Linked DNA regions of Mus musculus: regions 2, 3 and 4 are each linked to region 1. Evidence: chromatin contacts called from public promoter capture Hi-C data. All regions are on one chromosome and are shown on one strand. Each heading gives the region's core, a stretch centred on a gene start, on an enhancer-like site or on the middle of the called end of the contact. The rest is flanking DNA. Distances are from core to core; before and after follow the strand shown.

Region 1 (2,840 bases), core at 221-2,720:
TTGATAGCATATCGATTTGCACATTTTATTGTCCTCCAATTTTATCACTGATCCATAAAACATTAACCTGTAACAGTTAAGGATTACTTTCTAGCTACCGTCCTCCCTACCACCCAACAGAAGAGGGGACTCAGCTCTGTGACGATAGGCAAGCAATCTCACCTCTGTTGTGCCTCGGTTTCATTGTGTTTAAAGGAGAGACGCGGTACGTTCCTTTTAAGACAGCTGGGAAGAGTGTATGCGATAAAATATACAGCCAGCTTTCTATTAATGGTTTTCATTATCAGTCAGGGACTAGCTCCAGTGTCATCACCTTCCACAAAAACATCTGACTCTTCCAGCCCACAACTTGAGTCGCTAATGCTTGGGGTTGTCTCACACTGTGCCTTGTCTGTCCTCTCATTATTCTAGCCATTCCCACTATAACCGCCCCCCCCTACTCAGTGGTCACCATGGGATACTTTGGGAATTTCTTGGGGCCCAGTGTTTCTCAGGTAGGTCTTGAATTGGTGATAGAAAGTCCCGCAGGAGCGGCATGGAATAAGTGCAGTTAAGCAAGTGAGTGGAACAGGTACCAAGCGTGCTGCCAGCGTGGGCAGGAGACTGCTAATCATGTCCGGAGGACCTCTCTGGAGGTGGGAACCCGGCTTTCCAGAGGCCTGCACTGTTAAGGAAATTTACATTTATCGGGAGTCTTCAGGGGCAGGATCTTGCAGACGACTTTAGACCTCGAGTGTAATCTCGGCCCAGCAACTCTTTAAAGGGCAACTCTTGGATAGGCCCAAGCTCAGCCTCAGGGCAGTCTCAGAGAGGCACCTGAGATCCAGGAGATACCTGCAGAAGCCTTTGACACGGAGTGGGTCGCATTCCAGAGACTGGGATCAGAGATGGATAGTGCGTACACTCATCAGTGCAATCAGAATTGGGGCCCGCCACGGAAGGCAAGAGGAAGGTAGAGCAGAGTCTTGCTGGCAGCGATAGGGTCGGAGATGAGTCATCCTAGCCCGTGTGACTTCAACCACCCTCCGCCCCCTCCTGCCTCGCGGGTCAGGAAGTGACCGCAGCCGACCGGGCGCTGAGCCCTGGCAGCTCCGGCCACGCCCAACCCGCTTTCTCTAAGGCCTCGCCCTTGACTCCGCCTTTGACTCAACCCAGACTCCGTCCCACTCCATTTCCACAGGCCCACACCTGACCCAGCCTCTAACTGGCCTAGGCCCCCGGCTCTGTCTCCCCAGGTTCGGTCCCTGACTCTGCCTCTGACGCAATCGAGATGGTCCAACTCATTCTCTCTCTAGACCCTATTCTTTACTCAGCCGGGGCATTCCTCTTTCCAACCAGGCCCCGCCCCTGACCCAGCTCAGGCCCCACCCATCCCGCAGCTCCTAGCCTAATCCTTGACCCCGCCTCCTGCTTCCCTCTAGAACCCGCCCACCTCCCCAGCCTCGCCCCCGGCTCCGCCCCACCGTGGGTGGTTCTTGGGCCGCGCCGGCACTTGCTCAGACGTAGGAACTGCCGGCGTGCGTCCCGGAGCCTCGCGACGCTGGCCATCCGTGCCACTGGCAGCTTAGAGGCAGCATGGCCACGGTGGCAGCGGCGGCCCGCGGGGCCGGGGCGAGGGCGGCGGCAGGGCTGCGGAGTTGCGGCGGGGCCGTGGCTCGAGAACGACCGCGCTCGGGCTGCGCTCGGCGCCTGTGCTCTGCCCCGGCTGCCCCGGCTGCCGTGGACATGAAAAGCTACCTGTGGGCGCGCTACCACGAGGCGAAGAGGAGCACGGACGGTGAGTGCGTGTCCCAGCTTGCGCCGCCCACTCGAGGACCCCTCGGGTCCCCCGCACCCTGCCTCTGTCGCGCGGCCCCCGCGGGGAAGGCGACTCTAAAACTTCGCAACTCTTTTTTGGCTTTCCCCCGCCGGGGAAGCTATTTCATACCTGGGGATTGTTAAATCTGGAGTGTACATCGCAAGTGCTCTGGGCCGCTGCGAGAGTTCCAAGGGCGTCGGTAGGAAGACATTCCCCCAAACACCGTTAGGTGTCATTCACCCTGGGAATGGTAGTAGCAGCCCAGCTTGCTGCCGCGCTGTCCTAGACAGGCTCCAGCGCAGGCGACTGGGTCAGGAGGATGAGCCGGTCTCCCTTTTGCAGGGTGGAGTAGATAAAATGTGCTGTTTGAAAGGGGAGGGTGGTCTGGTTATCCACCGCCCTCTGCGAGGAGAAGAGGAATACTTGTGGTCAGGTGAACTGAGAAAGAGCTTGGCTGGGCGGTTAGGGAATCGGAGAAGGAATGGAAAGAGGAACCAGATTATAATAGTATCAGGTATTGATGTCGACTCTGAATCGCCCATAGCCTCCGGAGGAGGGGGTCATGTCCATTATGTAGACGGGAAGGGCGAGCAAGGGGCCTAAGCAAAAACTGATTTTGACTCAGGGTCGGGAATCCATTGTCCTGTGTGTTGCTTTGTGCTTCTTGCAGTCAAACGTTTGGAACCTGGAGTAAAGGGCCAGTGAAGCACAGACACTGAAGCTGTCAGAGGACACTGGGATTTGGGGAGGGGGTGGTTTGGGGAGGGTGCTACATGAGGAAGGGGGTTGGTGAGGGAACGTTTTTGTAGGATTTCCATTTGCATCTTTGGCCACATGCCTGTTCAAGTGAAACAAAACCCACCTGGAATATCTTCACAACACATTCCGAGGTGTAAGCAATGGAGACTTCTTTGAAAGAGTGGCTTATTGGTTTTGGCCAGGCAAGTGTTTTGAGATGGGTTGTGTATTCCAGGCCTTAAAGTCATGAGTCTCCTGTGTGTTCTATCCTTCCAGGCGGGCGGGAACCACCATTCCAGGCAAA
Region 2 (2,840 bases), core at 197-2,696, 860 kb before region 1:
TGTGGCTTCACCTCCTATTCTTAAAGCTCCTGAACGTCTATACAATGTCATCATCAATAATAACTCGTGTGAAATTCTGGACCTTCTCACACCCGTTCAAACAAGACTTTAGTAACAGAGGCTCAGCAGATTTCTGTTTGATGTGAGTCCCCAAAACGTGATGGCCTCAACAGCCATAAACCAAAGGTCACAAGTACTCAAAGACAGAAGACACCAGGAAGGAATGCTGCACACAGTGACTCCCAAGGGACCTTCCCCTTCAACAAGGCACAGCCATTCTACCAACCTCATATCACCGTCCTAAGAAGGCCTAAAGGATACTGAGTTCTTTCTGTCTTGTCACTGTGTCTTCTGCCAATTATTCTTAGCTGTTTTTATGTTTCTAACTGACCGAAGTTGATCAATTGTTGGTTGCAAACCTCGCGCTGTTTTCTGGAAATGACATTTAAGAAACTAACAGGAATACAGCCACTTTACAAAATGCATCAACCAGCTCCAATAATTTCAGTCAATACGTTTTCTCTTCCCCGCTATATTGACAGCCTTTTAAAAGCTTTTGGGGGCGGGGGGGGGGGGAACCCAGCTAAATACTGCTCCGTCTTTACTACTCCGCTAACACAGTACCTTCTAGTTCAGGAGACTTGCACAATTTAAAAACTTCACCTCCGCACTCCACCATCCCTGGCTACAGTAACCCGCAAACCCCCAAAGGTGAAGAACTATGATACTACAGTAACATTCCAAATTAAAATAGCGAAAGCTAAAATACGACAGGAAAGAGGTGCCAAGCAGCTAACAATGTACGGCTACTCAGAACAATCACCCCAGGAACCAACTAGTACTCTGGATATTTCTATTGGGTTCAGGTGCTCAAATCCATTTACGCGTCACACGTGTGGCCCGAAGGCACCCAAACAAAGACTGAGTCTCCGGCGGCGTCCGCCCCGCTCCCTCGGCCCTGCCTTGGGGACCTGCCCTGCTCACCTGCACGTCCAGGGCAGGGGGCCGGCGGCTGCTAGGTGCGCGATGGGGCCGGTGTCACGTGCTACCACATCCCGCCGGTGGCCGCGCCTCCCCGCACTGCCCGACGTCTCCGAGGGCCGGCGGCTGCGCTCCGCGGCGAGGGCCCGGCATGCTGGGCGGCGCCCGGGGCTGTTTTCCCAGAAGCGCTGGCAGCCGGACTGGCCGACCTGGAAGAAGAGAAGAGCGATCAGCCGTGGCCTTTCCCTGCCCCGGGCCGCTCGAGCCCGCCCCGCCGCGTCGCCCACCTGAGGCCCGCGCTGGGGAGCACTGGCCCGGCCGCCTGGCTCGTCATCGGGCCGAACGTCGGCCCGGACGCTCCTGCCTCCCGGGACCCCGCGCCCGGTTTACAGCTCTCCTAACATTTCCCGCCCGGCCCCGCCCGGTCAGGCCCGCCGCCTTCACGGGGCCGCACCCTCGGGGGCGCCTTTCCGGCTTCTCAGCCACTCCGGGCCCGTTTCCGGCTTCCCAGCCACTCTGCGTCCGTGCTACCTGCCTACGGCCTGCGCTCCGACCCGCTCTTCCGGGGATACGCACCGCCCCCTCTCTGCGTGTGGAGAACCGCAGAGCCCCGGGAGTGGGCGGGCTTAGAGACGCTCCACCCAGAGTGTTGCAGCTCAGCTGGGTGCCGATCCAATCGAGGGCCGAATAATCGCTCCGCCGTTGCTAGGAGACCAGAACTGATACACGTGCTAGGGGTGCGTTCTGAACTCCAACGTTCTCCAGACTCTGCTTTTCTGTCCAGATGGCATGGCCTCAAGTAGGGAAGCATGAATCCACATAACACAACGTTTTTAAATATAGGATTGGGCCAGACGGCGGTGTGGCCCAGGAGTAATCGGGTTTCGATTCTGAAACTCTTTTACCCTGTGTGAAGTTTCCCTGCTCCCACATCATAAAAGATGATGTTGGGATTTGTGCAGGTGTTTTTCTTCTCTCTTTGCCTTCCCGTCCCTTCTGCACGGACAGGCACAGTGCTTACTTAGAATAATCATTGGAACCACAACATCTGCTCGGTAGCCAACTTTTGACATAATGTTTATTCATATGAGTGGGTGGGTGGATGTGAAAGCAAATGTGCATGTGTAAAAGAAGTTAGAGAACAACTTACACTCTCTTTCCCACATGTGGGTACCAGGGACTAAAGAGCCTTACCCTCTTTGCCACCTTGTCAGTCTATTTATGGCAATATCCCATACCCCACAATTCACTAATCATACCTAAGTATTTACCCAATACAGAAACATATACATGTGTGTATGTATGTATGTATGTACAAAGACATATGTACTAAGTTCCTTGCAACTTTGTTAATGATCTGTCATCAACCAATAAAGAGTTGCACTGAATCACCGTTGTGGAGCCCTAGGCAGCAATAAAAAGTAACAAGCTATTTGCATGTAGGTAGACCTCTAGAAGCTTTCTACACTGAGCAAAAAAACATCAGAAACAAAAGACTAGAAGTCTGTATAAAATTCTAGAAAAGGCCAAGACTTTACTAACAGCTCTGATGGATGTTGGAAGTTAGTGATAGGTGAAGAGATGAAATTGCCTATATAGAAAGACAGACATGAGGGACCATTTTGGATAATGGTTACATGCCTGTATATGTTTATAAAGATTGATCAAATAGTAAAGATTGGTGAGTTTTGTCATGTGTAAAAATGCATTTAAAAAGTAAGAGGTGGGGCATAGTGGTGCACACGAGTACTACCAATACTTGAGGATACTAAGGCAGGAAGGTCAGAAATTCAAGGTCATTCTGGTTTACATAGTAAGTTCTAGACAGACCTGGCATCTTTATAAAGACAATATTTAAT
Region 3 (2,840 bases), core at 204-2,703, 740 kb after region 1:
ATTCTTTCAGTATTGATATTCTTGGGATTCAGGAGAAAGTCGGTTGCATTATGGAAGTTCATGAAATCCTAAGCAATGCCCCTAGACGCACATTTTAAAAGCAAAGACACTGGGGTATTGGTAGGAGTGGCTGTCCATCCAATGAGGAAGCAATCCATTTGCTTTGAGTCTCCAACTTGAAATGTTGTCTTTTTTCTTTTGGCAGATACTTGTTTATTAGATCAAGGGATTGTGGGAGGGGATGGGGTGGACTCCTAGTCCCTTCTATTATTGACCTGCTCCCTCATAGTTCATTAACTTTGCCTGGGTAATTATTAAGCAGGCTCTGAGTCCCCTGATGCCCCCGACTTCTCTGTCTTTCTGAAATTGACCTTCCTGTACTTTCATACTTTATTTCTCTGCTAGCAATGAATATCTGCCTTCAGTTTCCTTCTCCGAAAAATGGGGTTCTGACATGCCACCTTCATGTCCACTTGAGACCACTTCCCAGTACCTGGTACTCAGCTCACTCCTCGTTCCTGTTTCTATTTGCCCCTCCCCTGAGGCTTAGTCCTATCTGAACTTGCTTATTTTGCCTGACCACTAGAATGGTGCAGTGCTGATGGGGAGGTTGCTTGCTTCTGCTGTAGTCCCAGTGCAGAGAACCCCACCACTACACACACAGAGCAAATGCTCCATGGCAGTCTGTTGTTTCATTTCTTTTCTTTCTTTCTTTCTTTCTTTCTTTCTTTCTTTCTTTCTTTCTTTCTTTCTTTCTTTCTTTCTTTCTTTCTTTCTTCCTTCCTTCCTTCCTTCCTTCCTCCCTCCCTCCCTCCCTCCCTCCCTCCCTTCCTTCCTTCCTTCCTTCCTTCCTTCTTTTTTTAGACAGACATTTAAGCATTAGCTTCCATTTATGCAGTGTAAATGGTGAGAACAGCCCCGACTGAATACCCAGAGCATCATCTCGTCTGTGTCATTCATGCACATAACATATCTCAGCGAGGTGGCCCTTCTGTCCTCTTTGCAGAGACCCAGCCACCATACTAGTACCTAGAGAACTGGCTGGATTTCAGCCCCGATACCTCCGGGCTTTTGCTCATGTTCGCCTCATAGGGTCATCTGGGTGGTTGCCTAAGGAAAAGTATGTCATGGAGACTAACTTGCTTGGCATTGAATAAAAGGTGAGTTGAGAGTGGAGCGTGTTTAAATTGCAATCCTGCCTCTATTTCTGTGCTTGCAGGGAACAGTCATCCTTAATTGCTATCCTCCATCATCATCATGATTATTTCTGGTTTTTCTCTGGTTGCGGAGAATCCATACTCCAGGTATTCCAATGTCTCAGCATTGCCAGGCCTGTCTGAGCGTCAGGATGTAGGTAGTCTGGGCTCTCTGCCTTCTATTCTTGTCCAGGATACTCTGCCAAAAGAATCATGTTGTGGCTGCCACCCCTCCCACAAAGCCTCCCGCTTGGGTCAGTCCAGGACTGGAGTTGGGTATGGACTGTTCATGTCTATCCACTGCTACGTCAGGGCAACACCCACTGAGAGTGACCTTGTAGACTGCAGTGGGAGACACCCTTCAAAACCTCTCCTCTCCTGTCCTGAGAGCCAGGTTAAAACCATCAGCCCCGCATCCTGAGTGCAAACTTTTCCTAACCCTGCTGCTAAGCTAGACACCTCACTTACTGAGAGCCAGCATGGCAGCTGTTGTCCTGGAGAACGGAGTCCTGAGCAGAAAACTCTCAGACTTTGGGCAGGTAAGCCTGTTGGGCTTCCACTGCTAGGAGAGAATTGGTTCCCCACATGTGAAAGCAGTCTGGGAAATGCTGGTATTTCCAGTCTCCTAAGGCTACTAAGAAATATGACTTTATTTAGAGGCGAGGAAAATGCCCAGGAAGTCAACTGATGAGACTAGTCTTAACAAGTTGAGGATACAGAAAGTTGGGGATCTGAGCTGCTACCAACATCTGTGTGTCTTTGGGTGGCTCATTGGTATCCTCTGCCTATTGGCTTTATCTTCTGTACACTGAAAGGAAATGGCTGGTCCTTAGTCACCTGGGGTGGGAGTCCCTATCTCTCCAGGGATACTTATTCAATCCTTTCTTCTGGGTATCAAAATGACAAGCTTGTAAGAAACTGTCCTCTTTCGGCTTTCAGGAGGTGATGTCGCATGAAGAGAATTTGGGGGGGGGGACTTACTCAGAACCAAGGAGGGAGAAATTAAACAGAGAGGGAAATGAACAGGAGTTAGCCCGGAGCCTGAAGCACCTTGGGGATTATGCTGGGGGTGGAGGGAATCCATTGTCCTCCCTAGGGAGGGCTTGCAGAACATGTTCTTTTCTGTGATATTTGTACTTTCCCCAGATTGCAAATCATGGTTTGTACACTGAGATTCAGTCTCTGGAGGTAATATGCCTTTTCTAGCTTTTCCTTGGACAGGACTAAGGGGTTGAGGGTTGCCTGGAGTCAGAGAAATTTGTGTTAAAGAAGGTTGATATGAGGGTCGGGCAGATCAGCCCAAGGATTCTGGCTCTACCCTATTTTAAGCTCCTATATTGCAGGCTGCACAGTCCCTTGGCCATCTGGGGAGCTCAAGACAGAAATCTGGGAGTGGGGAGCTAGGGGGAGTGGCTTATAAAACACTTAGATGTTTGTGAATCTACAGATTGTTCCTACCAAAAACAGGGACACTCGAAGAGGGTCCAAACATGTCCTGGTATAGGCTCAGCATCAGAAGCAGAACATTTTCCTTCAAAAAAAAAAAAAAGAATACCCCACCCCCATATTGTAGGATTAAGATGAAAGCAACTGAACATCGACTACGAATCTCTTACTACATTTCCTAGAACATTTGAAACTGCT
Region 4 (2,840 bases), core at 160-2,659, 730 kb before region 1:
AGTTACTGAGGGTTACCAGGTTTCAGAGCGACATGTACCAGGCTATGGGAACAACAGTCCGTTGGAGAGAGATGTGGGCTCCACTGGACGGACATGTATCTATAGTCTTGGCTTCTGTTTTCATTCCCAGGCCAGTTGGAAATTAGATAAAAGTGCTGGCCACAGTCTAGTGTTGCATCATGGATGTAGACATACTTGCATGGTTATAAAAATCAGGATGCCTGGCCTGGTTTAGATTTTGAAAGACATTTGTGTTACTGTAGTTGAGATCCTGGAGGGATGTCATCGATTGCTGAGATATTTTAAAGGGCAGACTATGAGAGTATTTTGGCCACATGGTCATTTATGGAGCCACTGGTTCTGCCTGTCAAAGGAACGGGTCCTTAGCAAGGCTGGTGATTGACATATATTGCTCCCCACCCGGCTTCAGAATGCAGCCCAGTCTCAGCGGGCTGATCCAGCTGCAGGCTTTGAGCTCTCTAACTACAAGTTCAATGTGCTGTGCTCTGAAGCAAAGTTTTCTGGGCCTTTATAAGTAGTTATGTCCAGGGCCATGGCCTACATTTTGAGAAACTTCCTGCTGTTGGTTTTTACTCCACTGTGTGTCAGGAGCTGTTCTATCATTTAGACAAGGCTGAGAGTGCTGTAGAGTGATGGCTGCCACCGATGTTCCCTGTGTTCTTAAGTCACTCAAAGCGTGCCTCTCACCCTTGTTCAGAATGCAAAGTTCTCCTGTCTACCTGTCCGTCCGTCCATCTGTCTGCCTGCCTGCCTGCCTGTCTGTCAGTGTCTGCCTGCTGGCCTGCCTGTCTCTGTTTTTATCTCTGTGTCTGTCAGTGTGTGTGTGTGTGTGTGTGTGTGTGTGTGTGTGTGTGTGTGTGTGCACGGGAGTACGCTTCAGGAGCAACTTCAGCTGTCATTGTCAGGAGCTTCTGTGCCGCTGGTGTTCTGATTTTCCTCCACACATGCCCCATGAGCAAGGCCTGGCTTCTCAGGATCTGGTGGGGAAGCAGACTGTCACTGAAGCAAATATCAGGAACTAGCAAGAGTTACCGTCCGAGATGAGGTAATGGGGCTTTAGGCTGTTACGTCCTAATGTGCTCATTCAGGTCATTACCCAGGCATTAGCATCCACATCCTCTTCTGTGGAGCTCACTTCACAGACTCTCTTTTGATACTTCAAATCTTACTTCCCACACCACACTCCTTCCTTCTGTCTCCCCTCGCATTCTTCAGAGGCTCTAGAGAAAGGTGCAAGAGCTAAGCGCAGAGGAGGGAGGGAGGGGCAGGAGGAAGAAGCAGTGTTCTGTGGACTCACAGACTGATCTTCTTTCTCCTTTGGTTGACCTACCTAAAGTATGGCTTGGGGGGTGCTGGCCTCCAGACTTCCTCCCTTACCAGGGAGCAGATGTGTCTAGGAGATTGCACTGGCAGTTGTGCCATGTGTCTCACCACGTGCTGGGTCATCCCCATTAGCCTCCAAAAGCATTCTGGAAGCTTTTGCAGCCTCATCCTGCGATAGAAGAGCAGTTGAGTAAAATGAGGGAGATGTGGGCAGGCTGGGTGTGGCCATGCTCGGGGACTGTCCTCCTCACACTGAATTCCTGGAGGTTAGCAATAAAACAGGCTGGGCTTTCTTGGTACTGGGAGGGCCTCTACACCTTAACACCACAGCCTATTTACTGTTGATTCTGGTCAATTTCAATTGGGCCTAAGTCCTGTATGTGCAGCTCCAAATGATGGCCTCAGCAGTCACGGGACCTACATGATCCTACATCACAGCTGCAACTTATCACTCCAAACCAAGGATATGGAAAGGGAGGCCAAGGAGGGCTTCTGAAATAACTCCAGTACGCTTGCTCTCAACACTGACTTGATCAAGAGGGAGAGGGAAGAGGTAAGGAGAGAGAGGATGACCTTGAGGGCTAACCGGATCTCTAGCAGCCAGTGGCAAAGCTACCACTTTTTATACTGAGCTGATCCCTGCTGGAAACCAGCTGGAAGGTGCATTCTGCAGAAATGCAGGGGTCTAAGTGGTCCAAGGCAGGACAGGGTCTTTACCCTTTGTTTCTGCCACTCATGTCTGGGCTGGGAGGACCCAAAAGTGATGGATTGCTTGCTGGGCGTGGTGGTTCATAAATGTAATCTCAGCACTTGGGAGGCTGATAAAGCAGGAGAATCGCTGAGTTTGAGACTTGTGTGGGCTACATAATATATTCTATGCCAGCCTGAGTTGCTGAGTGAGATTGTTTCAAGAAAACAAAGTCCCCAGAAATCATAGTGATGGCCTCTATGCTCCTGGAGACCCAAGGAGGCCTCAGATGATCACCAAGCAATGTGCAGAACTCAAGCATAACCAGACGCTTCTTCAGTTAATAACTCCCCTGCCTCAGACAGTGCAGCGAGGGCACGCCTCGGGAGGCCACAGGGGCTGTATAGAGAGGAACATGGCTCTGTTCTGATGTTCTGGGTCTGTCTGGGGACCAGGAGGCGGCTTCTGGCACCTACAATGTTCCTAGCACCAGGTGCTTGGTGATGTGGTCCTGGGAGGCCATCTGGTGCAGGGGAAAGACCACTGGAAAGGGAATCAGGACCACTTTGCCTAGCTCTGCAGCAAACCATCGTAGTCATCGTGGCTACGCCGACAACAAGGTTGGAGTGGAACTTTTTCTGGAAGAAATTCCAAAAGGCTTCAGTAGCTCCTAAAGAAACCACACACCCTGTTTTTAAAGGATCTCCCACTATAAACTGAGTGACCTACTAACTCCTCTTTCAGAGCAGGTAGGATGCTGAGCCATCACTGTGTCTTCTGATCCTGTGACAGGGAGCCATCCACTTTC

What was found. Promoter capture Hi-C pulls out the DNA fragments that hold promoters and counts their contacts.
Region 2: a contact with region 1 is called in a promoter capture Hi-C map of pre-B cells, with 4 times the contacts expected there. The contact joins the promoter of Prdm4 here to the promoter of Nt5dc3 in region 1. A contact is called at or near these places in 9 of 39 promoter capture datasets (the 3T3-L1 cell line, the C10 cell line, the HPC-7 cell line and 6 more), 4 of 484 Hi-C or Micro-C datasets (CD4 T cells, LSK cells, embryonic stem cells and 1 more), 7 of 115 datasets of contacts at active chromatin or transcription factors (bone marrow-derived macrophages, effector CD8 T cells, embryonic forebrain and 4 more) and 2 of 9 other capture datasets (adipose tissue and liver).
Region 3: a promoter capture Hi-C map of liver shows a contact between it and region 1, with 3 times the contacts expected there. The contact joins the promoter of Pah here to the promoter of Nt5dc3 in region 1. A contact is called at or near these places in 6 of 39 promoter capture datasets (the 3T3-L1 cell line, cranial neural crest, hippocampal neurons and 1 more), 2 of 484 Hi-C or Micro-C datasets (liver and ventral hippocampal neurons) and 2 of 115 datasets of contacts at active chromatin or transcription factors (astrocytes and embryonic forebrain).
Region 4: a contact with region 1 is called in a promoter capture Hi-C map of the HPC-7 cell line. The contact joins the enhancer-like site here to the promoter of Nt5dc3 in region 1. A contact is called at or near these places in 5 of 39 promoter capture datasets (3T3-L1-derived adipocytes, the HPC-7 cell line, frontonasal cranial neural crest and 2 more) and 2 of 115 datasets of contacts at active chromatin or transcription factors (bone marrow-derived macrophages and pancreatic cancer cells).

The regions. Positions count from the first base shown.
Region 1 is chr10:86,777,535-86,780,374 of GRCm38.p6, forward strand. Nt5dc3 (5'-nucleotidase domain containing 3) reads left to right here and starts at 1,471. Exons shown (of 14, transcript NM_175331.3): 1 at 1,471-1,777. The coding sequence starts at 1,576.
Region 2 is chr10:85,915,540-85,918,379 of GRCm38.p6, forward strand. It overlaps Prdm4 (PR domain containing 4), which reads right to left and starts at 1,447. Exons shown (of 12, transcript NM_001302886.1): 1 at 1,269-1,447; 2 at 985-1,190.
Region 3 is chr10:87,520,342-87,523,181 of GRCm38.p6, forward strand. It overlaps Pah (phenylalanine hydroxylase), which reads left to right and starts at 1,454. Exons shown (of 13, transcript NM_008777.3): 1 at 1,454-1,735. The coding sequence starts at 1,676.
Region 4 is chr10:86,051,927-86,054,766 of GRCm38.p6, forward strand. Syn3 (synapsin III) reads right to left here. Exons shown (of 14, transcript NM_013722.3): 14 at 1-2,840. Among named protein-coding and RNA genes, the nearest start is that of Gm24430, 15 kb to the left of the region's middle. Within about 2 kb of position 1,410, at least 47 of the 459 cell types and tissues checked have an H3K27ac peak or open chromatin away from gene starts, as enhancers often do. A contact at or near this core is called in the HPC-7 cell line and hematopoietic stem and progenitor cells, where this site is marked.